Linked DNA regions of Lactuca sativa: region 1 is linked to region 2. A link is a contact called in public Hi-C data. All regions are on one chromosome and are shown on one strand. The core of a region is the stretch at or near the end of the contact, and the rest is flanking DNA. Distances in the headings are between cores, read along the strand shown.

Evidence for each region. Hi-C and Micro-C count contacts between places; a contact is called where the count stands out from the background.
Region 1: a contact with region 2 is called in a Hi-C map of leaf, with 9 times the contacts expected there. The contact joins the promoter of LOC111894596 here to the promoter of LOC111894550 in region 2. A contact is called at or near these places in 3 of 4 Hi-C or Micro-C datasets (leaf and seed).

What each region holds. Positions count from the first base shown.
Region 1 is chr7:4,127,472-4,131,986 of Lsat_Salinas_v11, reverse strand. It overlaps LOC111894596 (exocyst complex component SEC10b), which reads left to right and starts at 1,660. Exons shown (of 25, transcript XM_052765217.1): 1 at 1,660-1,845; 2 at 2,840-2,914; 3 at 3,025-3,267; 4 at 3,367-3,441; 5 at 4,291-4,392; 6 at 4,484-4,515. The coding sequence starts at 2,840.
Region 2 is chr7:3,976,360-3,980,832 of Lsat_Salinas_v11, reverse strand. LOC111894550 reads left to right here and starts at 3,163. Exons shown (of 6, transcript XM_023890622.3): 1 at 3,163-3,589; 2 at 3,898-3,963; 3 at 4,038-4,112; 4 at 4,205-4,334; 5 at 4,405-4,473. The coding sequence starts at 3,420.

The DNA of each region.
Region 1 (4,515 bases), core at 411-2,910, 150 kb before region 2:
GCGTTTCTCTCTCTCTCTCTCTCTATATATATATATATATATATATATATATATATATATATATATATATATATAATGAAGACAGGGGCTACTCGGCGAGTCCAGTGACCTACTCGCCGAGTCCATCACTTAAAATCCCGTATGCGGCAAGGCAAAGTCAAGAATCGCGAAACTTCTGATCAACTCGTCGAGTTGATGGCCTACTCGTCGAGTCCGTTTGGAATCAGCATTTTCTCAAAACACGAAAGTCGTCCGAAATTGTGTCTAGTTTTCAGAACTATTTGAATCTCGTCAATCGGAGTTACGGTTCATGAGATATGGCCAAAACACTGACGAGGGGTCAAGCTGTCTAGCAACATCCTTCTTTCTTCAAAATCCAAGATCCAAGCGTCCAATCGCCAATTCCACTTCATTTTCCACCCGAGCATGTCATTGTTGCTGAAAAATGAAATTCTAAACTAATTAAGCACCTTTTGTTCATTAAATGAGATAAAATCAACATAAAGTATTAAGATAATGCATGAATTTTATAACTAAATATGCCCATATCATTAATATTCAAGATTTGTCACATGCCATTTTGCATATCGAGAGTTATGTTTAGAGAGTGTCTAGATGAATCGATTTTAGGCTTTGACCGGGAAGACATCGGCCGATAAGGGAGTAAGCCCAGAGTGGGGAAGGACTAAGTGTTTTGTTTGAAGGATCAACAATCAATTTGATTTTGATGGGTTCTATCACAATAGGTCGGAGAAAGTTGCAGTGTAAGTTAGTTGGATTTTCAGTATTCAAGATTGTTAAGATCTTTTATGGTGAAAAGGATTAAGGGGTTGATCAGAAGTAGGTGTAGGGTGAGTTGTTGATAGATTCATGCTTTCAAGGTTGTGCACGTGGTTCTCGCATCAAAAGCTTCTAGTCAAGGATCTCGTTGTAATCGAATGTCCCTTTTGGGAGAATGAAATATAATTAAGAAGATTGTGTGTTGCTCAGATTGGATATCAATTGAAGGGTTGGTTGGCTCGTTAAACTGATCGTTATCATTAGTAACAGTAGAGCTAGAGCTATGTTGGTTTATCAATATACTTTAGGGTGTAATATATGCACTTTTGCACGAGCTTAGGTATAATGGACGAGACTGCTCAAGAATTATCAACTAGTATACTTTGACGATGCTATGGGTGCAACGATCATTCTTCAAGTGTTGAACAACGACTATTTTTGACCCATGAATAAAGTGTGAGAGTAGCGTTGACCATTTTTCTGGAAGGACTTGGATCTACGTAGAATCCCATTTATGTGGGTCGCGCCAGTAAGGTTGGAAAGGAGTCACTTTGATCTCGGTTGTGATAACATTCAAGAAGTTTGGTTCAATCAGTGGAGCAATTGTATGATAGATTTGATTGTTTAAATTGAAAACATTTCTTGGAAAATGTTTATGGATGAGATGTTTATTAATATGGACCGGCCAACCAGAAAACGAATCCAAATTTATTTCCGAAACGGTCCATTCCGAAAAAATGATTATTTTACAAAAAATAATTTAAAAATGGATTTTTTTTTTTAAAACATACAAAAAAATGGTTTGTTACTCGACTTTCCTTTATTTTTACTTTCATAAAAGGAAATCAAATATCCACCGCTGTCACCGCAGGTCGAGAGGGCAATAAGGTCATTACGCTTACCGCTTTCTTCATTGTAGTCTTCGCGGTCAGGCTCCGTCTACTGTTCTTCAATCTGTTTTCTGCACCCGGTCGATCTAATATTTCAACTTAAGAACACGAAGAAGAAGGATTTCTTTCAGGAAGATCAAAGTAGGAGTCTGTGCTTAACTTGATCTCCAACGAGGTTTATTGTTTATAGCCAATCTCTTTATCGAACCATTAATCCCCTCATTCGATGTAATTCAATCATATTGTAAGATTTTGCTAGGGTTTTTCTATGATTCTATCTGGTTTTAATTTAAAATGGAGAAGTAGCTTCATGCCCAGAGAGATCTACTAATATTTGAAATGGCGACTTCAAAAATTGAAATTGAGGTGGAATTGGGTGATAGTTATGTTAGTGAATTTCAGTTTTAAGATATCGATTTTACAATCTCGAGGCTTACTGAAATTTCTGTAGTAGTATGGAATTTTACGATTATTTAGTATGATCTGGTTAAATATTGCAATTAGGTTCAATTTAAATTCTTAGGTAATGCCTGGGGAGTTTGTTCACTAGTGGTTTTTCTTTATACTAGTCAATAACGGGTCTAATGTGCTTAAATTCGAAATGGAAGTAGCTCTATGACCATCGAGATCTGCTAATATGTGAACCTGTAACTTTATGAATTATGATTGAAATTGTGGTGGAATTGGGTGAGAGTTTTGTTATTTGCTTTCAGTTTTGAGAAATGAATTTAACAGTATTTAAAGTATCCGAAGTTTGTTTACTAGAATGGGATCTTACGATTATTTAGGATGATCTGGGTACAGCTTTTCAATTAGGCCCAGTTTAACTTTGCCTGTCATCCCATTCCAGTATGTGCGTTCAATACCAGCTAATAACAATTCTGTCAGTTTGAATATGAAATGGAGACATAGCTTCATGACCAATGATATGAGAAACTTAAACTTTATATTTCGGTGATTATCTCATTTTAAATTGTAGCTTCAAGATATGGATTCATACAATCTTGGAAGTTACTGAATTTGTTTACTAGAATGAGATTTTATGATTATCTAGGATGATCTGGTTAAAACGTTATCTTATATTCTAATTGTGACATGACATCAATGTAAAGTTCATCATGATAAATTTACAAAAGGCTAAAGGGAGTATGCATGTTTCTTTCTTTCAGATGAAAGAGATTAGAGATGGAACAAAAAGTAACAAAATATCTCAACCACTTGTTTTAGACATAGAAGACTTCAAGGTAAAGCTTCACAATCTTATGTTTTTGTGTGCATGGTATCTAATCGGTGCATGTATTACAGTTTTTTATACTCAACGCCATTGCTACCTTGTCCTATTTGTTTTGTGAAGGGCGACTTCTCTTTCGATGCTTTATTTGGAAACTTAGTAAATGAGCTTCTGCCATCTTTCCAAGAAGAAGATGCTGACTCATTAGAAGCAAATGGTAATATTAATGGGAATGATGCTTTGCCTAATGGAAGGGCAGGGCAAGGTCAAGGGCAAGGGCAATTGACTCCTTTATTTCCAGAAGTAGATGCTTTATTGTCAATGTTCAAGAATTCCTGTTCGCAGTTAGTCGAAATTCGGAAACAGGTATATATTGATTGCATAACATTATTTTTATTTTGTTTTGTTGCATTTATGCACTAAGCAATTTAATCTCCTCAACACATTTTTGTATGTTTGTTAAAGGTTGATGGAAAACTATTTAATCTCAAAAAAGATGTTTCTGCACAAGACTCTAAACATAGGAAGACGCTTGGTGAGGTAAATCATTAATCTCATTTTCTGAATGTTTACTTCAGTATTTATGTGCTTTTCATAAGTTAAAAAGTATCTTTGAGTGACCAGATAAGGTTTTATTACGGATTTAATAGTCTGGAAGTTGAAATTTTCATCAATAGATTGGCCTCAACAAATTTCTGGAACTTTTTAGGTTGGATTTGTTTTTTAACTGGGTTAATGTCACTAAATTGTATCAGAGTTTCAACTTTGTTCCACCCAGGTACCTCGAACTTTATTTGAAGAGGTTTTACCACTCAAGTTTTGGTTTTGTTTCATTTATCTGAAACTTCAGTTCATAATTTTGTTGTTCCATTCCTGAACCCTATGAACTTTGTAAACCAAGTTCACCTTCTACATGTAGTTACAGTAAACCATATTTGAAATAGTTTCTTCTTTTTCTAATGCCACATATTTCTAATCAAAACCCACATAAGTTTATTTATGTCACTATTTTTAATAAAGACAACTATCTAAAACAATACTAATAGTTTTAACAAAAAAGTATTAAAACTGCATGATTTTTTTGACACTGGGTGGAACAATACCTAGGTGGAACAACCATGAAACTTGGTTACTATTCGACATACATTAATCCAATTCTAAAACATCCTCCACATGCAGATCATGTTTCTCTATAGATCTGCTTACAACCTGGAGATCATTTTACTAGTATATTTAACAGATGTTAATAATTGAACTCATGCAACCTGAAATTTCAATTGTATTCTCATATTTATTTTCATACACATGAAAGTTTTGAATTAATGCTAGTTTGTTTGAACCTTTTGATTTATCTAAATTAGTAAGATTTTAACTAATTCCTATTTTCAGCTGGAGAAAGGTGTGGATGGGTTGTTTGATAGCTTTGCAAGATTGGATTCACGTATTTCTAGTGTTGGGCAGACTGCTGCTAAAATTGGGGATCATTTACAGGTGAAGTTTAAATGCTCTCCAATCATATTAATATATTAAAAAGCTGGTTGTGGTCTTTTTAAACTTAAACCTTTGTGCTCTTCAATTACAGAGTGCAGATTCCCAGAGAGAAACTGCCAGCCA
Region 2 (4,473 bases), core at 1,914-4,413:
AGATATATCTAGTTAAGTCATCAATATTTTATTTTTTCGTCTGACAATTTTATACAATAGACAAATTTTATAAAATTACTAAGTTAATATGAAAATTTAATTTTAACATTGTGTTATTTATTGTTTTAAATTGGACACATGACATTTTGTTTACTAATTAGTTACAATTCTGATCGTTTGACTTGTCAACTAGATTGTCTGTTGATATAACATGACGATGTGATACTATTTGGTGACACCGTATTTTAGGTGTAAAAATTAAAGAAAAAAAAACTAAATTGTAGTGGCTTTTGGGATAGTTATCTAAAATATAACGTTTAAAAAAATCAAGATAGCAAACGTATCCAAAATGAATTTTTCGGATAAACATACTTTCTCTAGTTTATAAAGTTTGTTAAACTCTATTTTTTATACAAGCTTTGAATATATATTTTGACGGTTGTCTTCAACTATATATAACAATGCCTTGACATATATATATATATATATATATATATATATATATATATATATATATATATATATATATATATATATATAGAGAGAGAGAGAGAGAGAGAGAGAGGGGGGGGGGGGGGGGGGAGAGAGGAGGGGTAAGTCCAATTGAAAAAATAAAAAAGGTTGAGAATGTGAAATCATTCTCAACAATCATTTACTTTTGTCGTAAAAGTCTCCGACGTACCAACATAAATGATAAAGGAATACACATGTATTTTGCAACAAAACATGTTTCTTTAAATATTGCTAATCATTACCTTAATATATACAAAAACATATATATATATATTTTTTGTTTTTTTATGTTTTAAGGAGCTATTTTTATCGAAAAATGATTTTAAATACATCAAAATTCATAATTTTTTATTCTCTATAAATAGACATCTATATTGATATATTTTTAAGATAAAATATTTTTTTTTTTATTTTTTTATAGTTTCAGCTATTATTATTTATAAGTGAATAAAAATGCATCAGATTTTTACTACATTATATTTGTTATTCACTTATAAATAAAAAGTATGATTAATTTTTTTTAGAGTTTAAATATCATTCATATATAAATATAACTACATTATACACGTAATAAAACTTTTTTACCATATATATATATATATATATATATATATATATATATATATATATATATATATATATATATATATATATATATATATATATATATATTAGGTAAAAAAGTTTTATTACGTGTTATATTTATATATGAATGATATCTAAACTGTAAAAAAGTTAAACATACGTTTTATTTATAAATGAATAATGAATGTACTGCAATAAAACTCTGATCGATTTTTTATTCACTTATGAATAACGAGAGATAAAACTCTAAAAAAATAAATTTTTTATGTATCTTAAAACTATATCAATATAGATGTATATTTATAAAGAATAAAAAATTATGAATTTTGATATATTTAAAATATTTTTTTGATAAAAATAGCTTTCTAATTTCAGTCGACACTATGCAAAAAGGTGAAAAGTGATTGCAATATAGAGGGAGAATGAGGATGCAACAGTTTAATGTCCCTAACGGAGTTGGGGTTTTCTCCCAAACGACGTTCATGAGCTTCTAGTTATGCAAGTGGTAACCGACCTATTAAAAGAAAACTGGTTAATAGGTAAAAACACAACATTTAATGCAAGTTTGAGACAAAAACAGACACAAATTCGAACTTTGGGTAAACCTGACAATTTCATACAAATTTGAAGGTTTTTATGGCATCGACCCTTTTGATAACTTATTAAACTTCAAATTAGTTTTTGCATACATTGAATTTATTAAGTTGATGGGTCGGGGATGAGTCGAGGATAAACTCAAAATCTAAAGAGGAGGAGATTCGAGTCCCCCCAGATGGTGGGGTCGATGTTAGAGACGAAGACATAGATGGTCAATCTTTACCCCATTTCCATCCCTAAGACCTTAACAAAAATCACACAATTATTTGTTCCCGCCGCATTGTGTCCGCTGCCGCAAACCTCTATTGCTCTCTTAGGCGGACCCAAAAATTGTTTTTGATGGGGGCAATTTCTTTTCGGTGGTTTCATATTTTCCGAAGCCAATTTTTGACCGAATTATTTATTTGATGCAAATTTTAGTATTTTAACATTTTTTTACTGAAAAAAGTTAATATACCATCTATCTACAATCTTTTAGCATATTTAAACAAAAGGGCATGAAGACAAAAAGGAAAAAAAAATCATCTCGCACATTGCATGTGGTATATGAGTGTAGACATTGTTGGTATATAAACAAAAAGATGCAAAGGAATTTATGCAGATTCATGTGAATGAAATCGTATAGGTTTGGTGGGGCTTATAAAAAGATCAAAACTCTAAACTTTAGTTTAAATATTTTATTTCTATTTCTAATATATTTTGAGGGGACAATTTGCAAACTTACTAGGAAAATTCATAAATTTTTTAGAAGTGGTTATTAATTTTGTGGGGTGGCTTCTCACACTTCCCCTAGTATAGGTCTGTGCTTTTTACTGACATCTTTTTTTGGTTAATAATCTTTTTATTTTATATGATGTTATCGACAAACCAACATCATAAAAACAAAATTGTCCATTTATCTTGTCGTTCATCAAAGTTGGACATCTGTGAGTTTAAATCTTATAATTGTCGTTGGACATCCGGTGTAAATGTAATTTCACACATTAAAAACTAGGCTTTCATTGTAGCACTATTTTATCATAAAATATAATATTTTGATCACAATTGACATATTGATTAGAGATAATGACATAAAAATCTTTAAATTTGTTAAAAATAATAATTGTTTTACCCTAAAATTGTTTTTTAGTGTGTATATACTTAAACTTTGAAATGTTTTTGTCATTTATTTGAAGTTCCATTCTAATACATTTGTTTAGACCTGAACAAGATTTCATGTCCTTTAAAACATCCCTGATATGATGATGAATTTTGGTACCGTATATTAAATTTGGGATGTTACATTTTAAAATTTAAATACTTTTTTTTACATTTTGAGGGGTGGAGATTTTATCCAATTTTTATTTTGCTAGGCCCATAGAAAAGTAGAAGGATATTTATTTTTTATTTTATTTATTTTATTTTTTTTACTACTCGGAGCTTCAATATATTTCAAAATCGAAGAGATGTCTACGGAGAAGCTTCCATACATGTCAAAATCAAGAATACGAGGAAGAGGAATCCACAGGGAATGGAGCGGTGATACAGCTACTATTGAAGGCCCAAAAATGTTTTCAGTTAGGCTGGAATAGGCCCAGATACAAAGCCCGAATTCTAAAACCCTTGGTCTTCATCTTCTCAGGCAAAATCTCCGATTCACCCACACACTGAATCGATCTCCGATAATCTTTCCACCAGTTTGTATGAAAAAGCGTTGATAATCCGAGGCTTACATAGAGGAAAGTATGCAGAGATCCTCTAGAATCTTATCTCGATTTCTTCCTTCAAATCGAGGTTATTGCACATCATCAAAAGGATCTGAAAATGATAAGATCGTAGCGTCCGTGCTGTTTGAGAGGCTTCCGGTTGTTATTCCTAAAATCGACCCCGTCGTCTACGGTTTTCAAGAATTCTCGTCAGTTATCCCTATCCTTAAATTCATATGTATTTGTATGCACATTGTTTTCAGAAAAGTCACCACCTGAGTTAAGAAATTAGGATTCCCTTCTACGTTTCAGGATTCAAAAAGTAGATTAGTTGTTAACTTGCAGAATCGGTAAGATTCAGAGGACCAAATGAAAACTACTTCAATTTGTTAGAATCGATGCAAATTTGAATCGAAAACTAGTATGCTTAATTAACAAAGAGCGTTGTGATTGTGCTGTTCATTTCCATTTCATTTTCATCTGCAAGTAATTCTTATATCATCATGAAATTATGCAGCTTTCGTTGGAGACAGCAGTTTCGTCGTGCATACCCAGAAGAATTTCTTAAAAAATCTGATGCTAGGTAATTTTGCACACTAGTTTACATGTCTTCATTACTATAAATTCCAATGTCATAACATTTTAACTTGTTATTAGGGGTAAGGGTGAATACCACATTGATTTCGTACCAGCTCCTAGGATCACAGAAGCTGACAAAACCAATGATAAAAGGTACATGTAAATGTAATTGCTTGTTATATTATTTGCTTCTTTTTCTTTGATACTTAAACTTAAATTATGGATTTTGTGCAACTATTATGAAGGTCACTGCAAAGAGCTCTTGATAGAAGGCTATATCTTCTTCTTTATGGTGATGCATATGGTAGTCCAAAAGGGCAGCCTGTATGGCACTTTCCTGAAAAAGTTTACAAGTCTGAAGAGACCTTACGCAAGGTAATTCTGTGAATTTCTTTGCATATTTGAAACGATTTTGTGGTATTGATTAAAAAAAATGTTGTTTCAGTGTGCAGAATCTGCACTAGAATCTGTTATTGGAGACTTATCTCATACATACTTTGTTGGAAATGCTCCA